Regions from separate parts of the Hordeum vulgare genome. Here region 2 is linked to region 1. A link is a contact called in public Hi-C data. All regions are on one chromosome and are shown on one strand. Each heading gives the region's core, a stretch centred on a gene start, on an enhancer-like site or on the middle of the called end of the contact. The rest is flanking DNA. Distances are from core to core; before and after follow the strand shown.

What was found. A called contact is a pair of places that touch in the nucleus more often than the background predicts.
Region 2: a contact with region 1 is called in a Hi-C map of seedling, with 5 times the contacts expected there. The contact joins the promoter of LOC123444920 here to the promoter of LOC123444918 in region 1. A contact is called at or near these places in 4 of 6 Hi-C or Micro-C datasets (leaf and seedling).

Annotation. Positions count from the first base shown.
Region 1 is chr3H:549,377,974-549,382,680 of MorexV3_pseudomolecules_assembly, reverse strand. LOC123444918 (laccase-12-like) reads right to left here and starts at 1,968. Exons shown (of 5, transcript XM_045121804.1): 1 at 1,650-1,968; 2 at 1,148-1,544; 3 at 903-1,031; 4 at 1-799. The coding sequence starts at 1,736.
Region 2 is chr3H:549,615,794-549,620,448 of MorexV3_pseudomolecules_assembly, reverse strand. It overlaps LOC123444920 (laccase-4-like), which reads right to left and starts at 1,331. Exons shown (of 6, transcript XM_045121806.1): 1 at 1,091-1,331; 2 at 801-952; 3 at 391-635; 4 at 156-284. The coding sequence starts at 1,195.

The DNA of each region.
Region 1 (4,707 bases), core at 719-3,218:
TCGGCGCCGAGGATGCTGGTGCCCTGCATCACCAGCTCCACGGCGTCGCCGTACGACAGCACGACCAGCCTGGTCCCGTTGGACACGTTCGTGTTGTTCGGCGGCGTGCCCGTGTAGTTGAACGGCGACTTGGGCACGGCGGGGAAGTTGGACGAGTACACCCCGTTGGACATCCCCGTGTAATGCGACTGCAGCAGCGCCGTCGTGGGGAGCACGAAGGAGACGTTGTTCACGGCCGCCGCGAACCGGCTGTCGTTCGTCGGCCCCTGGCACGTCCCGTTGACGGCGCAGGGGTGGGTGCCCAGCCCCACCGTGAAGAAGAACCGCCTGTCCACTTCCTGCGGCACCGCCGCCGGGTACTCCTCCGTGGCGAGGCTCCGGAGCTTGTCGGTGTAATTGGAGACGAAGCTCGTGTCGTTGATCTGGGGCAGGGTCGGCCTGAGCAGCGGGAGGTTCTTGTTGAAGCCCGCGGAGGAGGGGGAGCTGGGGTCCACGTACTCGAGGATGCCGGCGACGGTGGTGTTGTCGAAGGTCCCGGAGGCCGCCGTGGAGTAGGGCGCGGCCAGCATGTAGTAGGTCGCCCCGGGGTAGGACGGCTTGGCCGTGAGGAGGACGTTGGTGGTTTGGCCCGGGGTGATGATGAGGGTCTCGACGGTGATGGGCTTGATGTAGACGGCGTCGACGTCGACGATGGTGAGCGGGTGTCCGGCGATGGAGAAGAAGAGCTCGTCGTTGAGTGCGGCGTTGATGATGCGGAGCATGTACGTCTTCCCGGGCTTCACCTTGAGCTTGAACGTGTCTGCATGGCACGCACGCACGCACGCATGCAGGTGCAGTCAGCTTGCTTGCTTCATCAGTAACACACACCCATCAAGGTAGTCAGGTAGATGAAGTAGGCAAACCTTTGGCGGAGCAGTTGTAGAGCGGCCCTGGGAGGCCATTGATGGTGAAGGCGTCGGAGACATTCGGGCCTCCTCCGGTCTGAAGTGCCTGGCTGATCACCGCCTCCGTGTCCGCCTTCCACCATTCGCCTGAGCACGCACGCACGTAAAACAACACAAATAAACTTAAGTAATGATTGATGCATGCGCACACACACACACACATACCGCCAGCCACCACCTTGTATAGGATGAAGACCACGTACCGAACATGAGGGGCACCTCCTTGTAGGGGGCGGCGAAGGGGTAGGGGACGCCGAGCTTGGGGAGGATGACGATGGGGCCGTAGACGGTGGCGCGGAGCCAGGAGATGTGCGCGTGCCACCACAGCGTGCCGCGCTGCCCGGTCACCGTGAACTTGTAGACGTAGCTCTGGCCCGGCTGGATCGGGCACTGCGTGATGTACGCCGGCCCGTCCGCCCACCCGCTCCGGATCTGCCGGACGCCGTGCCAGTGGATGCTCATGTTGTACTGGGCCTTGTTGACGACCCGGACGACGACGAGGTCGCCCTCCCTCGCCGACACCGTGGGGCCTGGGAACTGCCCGTTCACCGCCACGATGCTCTTGCTGCCGCACAGCCGCGTCACGTTCATCGTCGCCACCTGCCATCATTAACCATACATACCAATTGCAACGTCGTCAAGTACTACTACTAGCATGCAACAACTCAAGAACGTTACTGTGGTTACAACAGCTGAGCAACTCACATCGAACTGGTACTCCACCGTGGAGCTCTCCGCCGCGTTGACGGACAGCACCACTACCATCACGGCGGCGACGAGGATGGCCGCCATTTCTGTACGGCTCAGCTAGCTCCCCTTCCCTGAGCTCTGGATGGCTAAATCAATGGCTCTGCTGCATGTGCTTGCCCCAGGCAGGGGATCCTATATATAACATAGACGGGAGGGGAGCAGCACGCAGGACATGGGATTAGTTCAAGCCCTTTTGACACGACCTACTCGAACTATCCTTGAGCTATCCATCGCTTGCTTTAGTTGGTGCATGGTTGGTTACTGATCGAGCAAGAGACGAGGTCGGCGCAATGCGTTTGCGTTGCTATAGCTTGGGAGTGCGGATAAAGTCAACCGCATGGCTGTTTACATGTCACTCTGATCGAGCTCTTGACCGGACCATCGTCCTCTCCTCTCTTCTCTGACCTTTCTAAGGCTTAATTAACACGCACAATGTCTGGTCTTAATTATCAAGATTAATAGTAGTACTACTGTTATTAAGTTTTCATATCTTGACTTGGTGTTCCGTGATTCCTAATCCCGTATAGTTGTAATCCCGAATAGTTTTCATATCTTTACTTGGTGTTCCGTGATTCCTAATCCCGAATAGTTGTAATCCCGAATAGTTTTCATATCTTGACTTGGAATCCGGAATAGATTAGAGCATCTCCAACAGTTTGTATGTTCAATCGTTGGTATATGTGTCCACATCAGCAGCCAACAACACATCATACAAGCTCTTTAATGGAGTGTATGTTAACCGTATGTAAAATAGCTAAGAGGATGTTTGGATACGTTTTAGTCCCATGACTAAAAGTAATGAGACTAAAACTTGCTAGTCTCACCCATGCTTGGATCCAAGTACTAAAGAGACTACAATCAAGTTAATGAGCATTTATTATCCTCCAAACCCTCCAATCCAGAACTTGCATGAGGAGTTAAATGAGGAGAGAGAGGACTAATGCACATTTTAGTAGGGGTACCCCTGACTAAAAGATTTTTAGCCTCAGAACTAGTTTTAGTCTCTCTTTAGTCAGGGGTGCTTGGAACTTTAGCCTCTTAAAGAGACTAGTTTAAGTCTCTTGGATCCAAGCACCCTCTAAGCAGGTCCACTAAATGTTGAAGAAATGATCATGTTTGTCTCAAAGCTTGTGCCTGAACCGTTGTTTCAAGTTCATACGATTTCATTCTCTCTCTTCTTTTATTATATGTCATGCCATTAAAATCGTCTATGTGACAATTTTACCAACAATGATCATATGACTATTAAAGATGCCCTTATAGGAGTAGTGCGAAAGTCGCTACTTCATCAGTGGTACACCATATCAAACACCGACATGAGGTATTGCAGCGCGATTGCACAGATGAAAAGCATGTAGCCAATGGAGATCGTAGGATTTGCTTCCTGTTACTCTATGTGTTGGTCAACTCATTGATTCACTCAATGTTGCAGCTTGATGATCACGTCGCTGTACGATCAAAATGTACCGCTACAATGTACTCTCTTCGTCTCAAAATAAGTGTCGTAAATTTTATATAAAATTAATATAAATTTTATACTAGATCAACGACATTTATTTTGGGACGGAGGGAGGGCAAGCCCTTCACATCAAGGCATTCTTGGATAAGGTTCAAAAAGAAGCAACACATGTGAGCGAACAACAACGTGTCCACGAACTTGAAGCTCCTATCTGCGTACGTGCAGCGTTGAAACGCAGCACCTTGGCGAATTGGGTTACTTAAGGAACACCGCATTTCCATCTCACCATCCGGCGCCGGCCGACGTTCAACTTTTTCCTTAAGCAGGTAGCTAGCGACGTTAACTTCTCCACATACTGTTACTGCTTTTCCATTATTCTAGAAGAGCAGCGACGACATGCCAAGCCATTAGCCATTAGCCAAGCCAAGTGTATACGTGCGACCAACCGAACCAGGAGGAGATGTCTTGCAGTCCAGTCCCGCTGGATCGCCTCCACCAAACTGTTGAAATCAGAAGTGGTTGGAGACGGGTCCTCCCCCGCTTTGTTTGGAAGAACTAAAGGTCAGAGGGGCGCCCAAGTGGAGCAGCCGCGGATCACACGGCCTGGCTTTCCCGCCGTCGTATCCTGCATCCTCCTTGCATGCCAAGGGACTGGAACCGGCGAGGAGAGCGACATGGCTGATATATACCTGATAGATGGACAGAGCAGGACCCTGGGGCCGGATCGGAGGAGGAAGGAAGGTGGTCGGAGCCTGTTGCTGATTGGCGGCACATTCGCATCGCCCACCGGTTGTCTGGCCTTTGGCGTGCTAGCTCGATGAGTGGCACGAGTAATAATGCCGCGGAACTGGCCGGGGAGATCCGTGATTTTCAAGGCGGGCAGGTGCGTGCGTTGTTGGTTGGGATTTTTTGTGTGTTGTGCTCCAAGACTCGAACTGTTGATCCATCTTCTTTTTTTCCGCATGCAAGCTTCCAAAAAGGAGGAGAAGGATGCCTGACCCAACCTCGTCTCCTAATCTACTTCCCTTTCGGTTTCGATGGTCACAGCCTTACAGGAGCCCACTTCGCGTGGCTGGCTGTGATGCGTACCAAGTGCTTCGAGCTTACGCCATGTACTATTGGCCGCCTTCTAGTCTAGGCAAGGTAATGCTTCTCTCATTTTTCACGAGTGTAAATGTATGCGTAGAGAGGGTGTGTATGGTGTTGTGCGTCTCGCGCTTTCCGTCGGAATCGTTCCTGGTAATGAATCCGCGTCGTCTTTAGTCTTTACGAGAGTCGTGCACCTTCTACATTGAACAACTCTCTCACTCTCTCTCTCTTTTATTTTATTTTATTTGAGTTGTGAATAACTGGTATTGCGGTATGAATACGTTAAAGAATTGCATGCACACATTCAGCGCATTACATGAAAGAAATACTGATTAGTGATCTGCTTGATTCATTCCTCCAACAAATTGTCCTTGTCATGCAAGAGGCGAAAACTACAAAGGAAAACGGACAGGGCAGGATATTCAGGCTAGCTGAAACACCTATTTTTCATCGGCAGAGCTGCAT
Region 2 (4,655 bases), core at 82-2,581, 240 kb before region 1:
CTGAAAAAAAAAATGCAGTGAGGCACAAAGTGCTTGCAAACGGCAAACACTTTTGTCTACTACGTAGTTCTTTTGTTGTTTGGCTCTTTTTCTGTCGGCCTAGCTAGGACTTCGGAAAACAGCTCCGTTTTGCACACCACGCAGTGCGTACGTACCTTTGGCGGAGCAGTCGTAGAGCGGCCCAGGAAGGCCGTTGATCGTGAACGCGTCGGAGATGTTGGGGGCTCCGCCCACCTTGAGGGCCGTGCTGACTATGGCCTCGGTGTCCGACAACCACCATTCACCTGCACCATCGTCCAAGACCAAAGCCAACCTTTACGATCAAAGTCGCAAGCTCATGCATGCAGCAAATCTTCAGTCGCATGCAGCAGAGTAGCGGTTACTACTGACCGAAGATGACGGGGAGCTCCTTGTGCGGCGCCGGGAACGGGTAGGGGACGCCGAGCTTGGGGAGGATGACGATGGCGCCGTAGACGGTGGAGCGGAACCAGGAGATGTGCGCGTGCCACCACAGCGTGCCGCGCTGCGCGGTCACCGTGAACTTGTACACGTAGGTCTGCCCCGTCTGGATCGGGCACTGCGTGATGTACGCCGGCCCGTCCGCCCATCCAGTCCGCATCTGCCGGACGCCGTGCCTGCGACGACCACGACAACGACAACAACGACGAGTGATTCAAGTTTGAAAAAGCTTCGTGCATGCGGAAATTGTCGGGGTTGTCTTCTCCGGCGACGGCGGAACAAACTAAAGCTAAAGGCTAAAGCTTAAAGGCAGGGAATGTGGGTCGGTCGGTCAGTCGTACCAGTGGATTGACATGTTGTGCGCGACGTGGTTGGTGACGCGGACGTGCACGCGGTCGCCCTCCCTCGCGATCAGCTCCGGCCCCGGGAACTGCCCGTTCACCGTCACGATGCTCTTCGTGCCGCACAGCCTCGTCACGTTCGCCATTTGAATCTGCACACGATCGATCAACAAAGGCTTTCAAAGTTTCAACAACAACGCACACCACCTGCAGACAATCAAGCACAACATGCATGCTTGCGTGCATGCACTGGCTAGGATAGGCTAGCTAGGTACTGGACGTGGACGTACGTTGAAATCGTAGTGCCGGGTGATGCCCTGCGCCTGGACGACGAGCAGCGTCAGGGTTGCCATGAGGAGAGAACAGTGAAGACCGGAGTAGATAGTCATGGCCATGGCCGGCGGTGTCTAGCTAGGGCTCTAGCTAGGCTAGCTTGGAGCTAGCCGCTCTATATATGGGAATGGTCCAGAGCTCTCGAGGAGAGAGCTGATGGCCAGGTGAGGATATGCAGGACGGGCTGGATGGATGTGTGGAACTGGCGCTCGAGTTTATTTGTATATATAGGGTGTGTGTGTCAAGCCGGCACACCAACCACCACCGCGCCATTAGTTTGGGGGCTGCACCTGCACGGCCATTGGTGGGATACGCAGGCAGCTTAGGCGGCAATTCTCGTTTGGTGATTCGGTGGATGAGCCATCAGGGCCGGAGCCCGAGCGAGCGCGAGCTGGAGGGCTCTAGCTTTGGAGTGTGGCTAAAGCCAGCCACCGGCGGGCAGCCATGCATATCCATCCTTTTTTGACCATGCAAATGATCGATCGATGGATCGACAGTGGTTTGATTTGCATGCGTGGTCACGTACCACTACAGCGCGTTTCAGTTCCGGTGCAAAAGGGTGAAGCGAGAGGTAAAAGCAGGCGCACACTGAAAGTTTTTTTTTTTTTGAACGGGGAAGGCCAGGATGGCCTTTATATTTCATAAGAAAGGAGTGTTACATCGTTTGCTAATACATCGACAAGGAAACCCGGGGTTCCTCAAACCACTTAATAGTTCGAATGGTTACAACATTTCTAGCAAGAGTATCAGCTACCATATTGGCATCCCTAGGGCATAACTGAAATTGGATGAAACTAAAATTCTTAGCCAGGAAAGCACATTCTTCATATATTGCAGCAGCCGGTCCAAGTGAGTTTCCTCCGTCGCACATAGTGTCCACCACCTCCATGCAATCACACTCAACCATAAGCTGTTCCAGCCCCAATTCATTCGCCAATAGAAGCCCATCTCTCAGACCTCTAGCTTCCGCCGATCCTGCATCCTCAGCAAAGGGGATGTCGCTGCACAGAGCCGCCATGAAGGTGCCTTTATCGTCGCGTACAAGTGCCCCTGAACTTCCTGTCCCGGCGTCGGTATTGAAGCAGGCATCAACATTGAATTTGTAGAGGCCAGCACCAGGTGGATTCCAACCGTGACGGAGGAAACTCAGCGTTTTTCCCCCGGCCCGGGAGAAGTTTTTAGCTAGGGATGATATCGCATGTGCTGATCTGGGTGGTTCATATACTTTCTCACCATTAGTAAATTGCCTTCTCTCCCACCACACGTACCAAACAGCAGTAGCGATGAGTTCCCCCCTACCAACATCAGCTATGTGCGAGTGGATATTACTCTTGGACAGCAACAAGTCTTGTAGTATCGCACCCCCATCCCTTTCCATCGTGCATACTTCCTGGATAAGACTAGACAACCCCAGGATTCGCCAGATTTCCAACACACGCGGGCACTGGAACATCACATGTTTGATACTTTCACAATCTGATGTGCATAAGGGACATTGCGAGCTGGTTCTGATATGACGGTTCGCCAGGACCCCATAGCAAGGTATTGGGCCCAACAAGGTTCTCCAAACATGGATTTTGACCTTCGCCGGGATCCTTAACTTCCAAAGGGTTTTCCAGATAGGGTTAATACCTGAGGTTTGATGGTTGCTTGTCCTCCTCAACTTTCGCCCATGTTGGAATTCCCATTCTTCATGATAAGCCGATTTAACAGAGAATACACCGCGTCTGTTCGGGTGCCAAGAAACAAAATCTGTCATCATCCCAAGTGCCAGTGGTATGTTTAGTATGCGTTCGGCATCAATTGGCCAAAAAAGCTGTCTAATAAGATCCTCATCCCAAACTCTATTCTCCTCATCAATAAGTTCGGATACTCTAGTAAGCACAATATTATTCCTGGGCGTGTGGAGCCGCTTGTTCGGGCTACTAGGGATCCAAGGATCATTCCAAAGGTTTATTGATGTTCCATCACCGACTCTCCAAATGATGCCCTTTTTAAAAGTTTGGAGACCACTCCATATACTCTGCCAGGTATACGAGCTCCCCTTCTTAAGCGAGCAGTTCAATAGGTCACCATCGGGGAAGTATTTGGTTCTAAGTACTTGGGCACATAGAGAATCCGGTTCACTCAGTAGTCTCCACGACTGTTTTGCCAGGAGGGCAAGGTTGAAGCAGTGTATATCGCGAAACCCCATCCCTCCTTGCTCGTTGGGCACACACATCTTCCACCATGCGAACCAGTGCATGTGTTTCTTATGATCATCATCACCCCACCAGTATTTGGACATCGTAGAGGTAATGTCGTTGCATATTTCCTTCGGTAGTTTGAAGACAGACATGGCATAAGAAGGGATAGCTTGGATCACAGCTTTGAGTAGGATCTCCCTTCCTCCTACCGATAGAAGCTTCTCTTTCCAACCTCTAATTCTGCTTAAAACCCTCTCCACCAGGTGTTGGAAGCAATCGGAACGATCCACCCCCACAATGGGTGGGAGTTCGAGATACTTTTCTGAGACCGCCTCGGCCATGATGTTTAGTGTAACGCACACATCAGCTCGGACTTGAACAGGAGTGCATGGACTAAAGAAGATCGCCGACTTGGCCTCACTTACCATTTGTCCCGACGCTGCACAGTAGTCCTGGAGAGCTTGATGGAGACTCGTAGCATTCGCCTGATCTGCTTTCATCAAGATGAGGGAATCGTCCGCGAAGAGGAGGTGTGATACCGGTGGAGCCGACCGACACACCCTCACCCTGGATATATTGCCTGCCAGCTCCTCATGCGATAATATAGCTGAGAGTCCTTCTGCGCATAACAAGAACAAATAGGGGGACAGAGGATCCCCTTGCCGTAGTCCCCGAGACGGGATAAAGTATTCCGATAGTTCATTGTTGATGCGCACCTGGTAGTGCACCGAAGATACGCATTCCATAACAAGATCCACCCAATCCTGTGAGAACCCCAATCTGATCATCATGCGTTCGAGGAACTGCCATTCTACGCGGTCATAAGTCTTGTGCATATCTAGCTTGACCGCACAGGTGCCATATCCAGACATCTTCTTCTTGATAGCGTGGTATGATTCAAAGGCCACCAGAAAGTTGTCGGTGATCAACCTTCCCGGGACAAAGGCGCTCTGGTTAGGGGATATTATGTCAGTCAGCAGAAACTTTAGCCTCCGAGAAAGAACCTTCGAGATGATTTTATATAGAACGTTGCAGAGGCTGATTGGTCTAAATTGGGTTATACTCTTAGGGTTCTCTACCTTTGGGATCAATACAATAGTTGTGTTATTCCACCCAGCTGGAATCTTCTTGTTCTGAATAGCTTGTAGTACTTCATCCACCAGGTCCTCTCCAATGATGTGCCAAAAGCGTTTGTAGAAGACCGCATGAAGACCGTTCGACCTAGGTGCTTTTAGATCTCCAATATTATAGAGAGCTTTCTTCACCTCCTCTCTCGTATAGGGTTTAGTCAACTCAGCGTTCATCTCCATGGTTACACGAGGTGCAACTTTTTGGA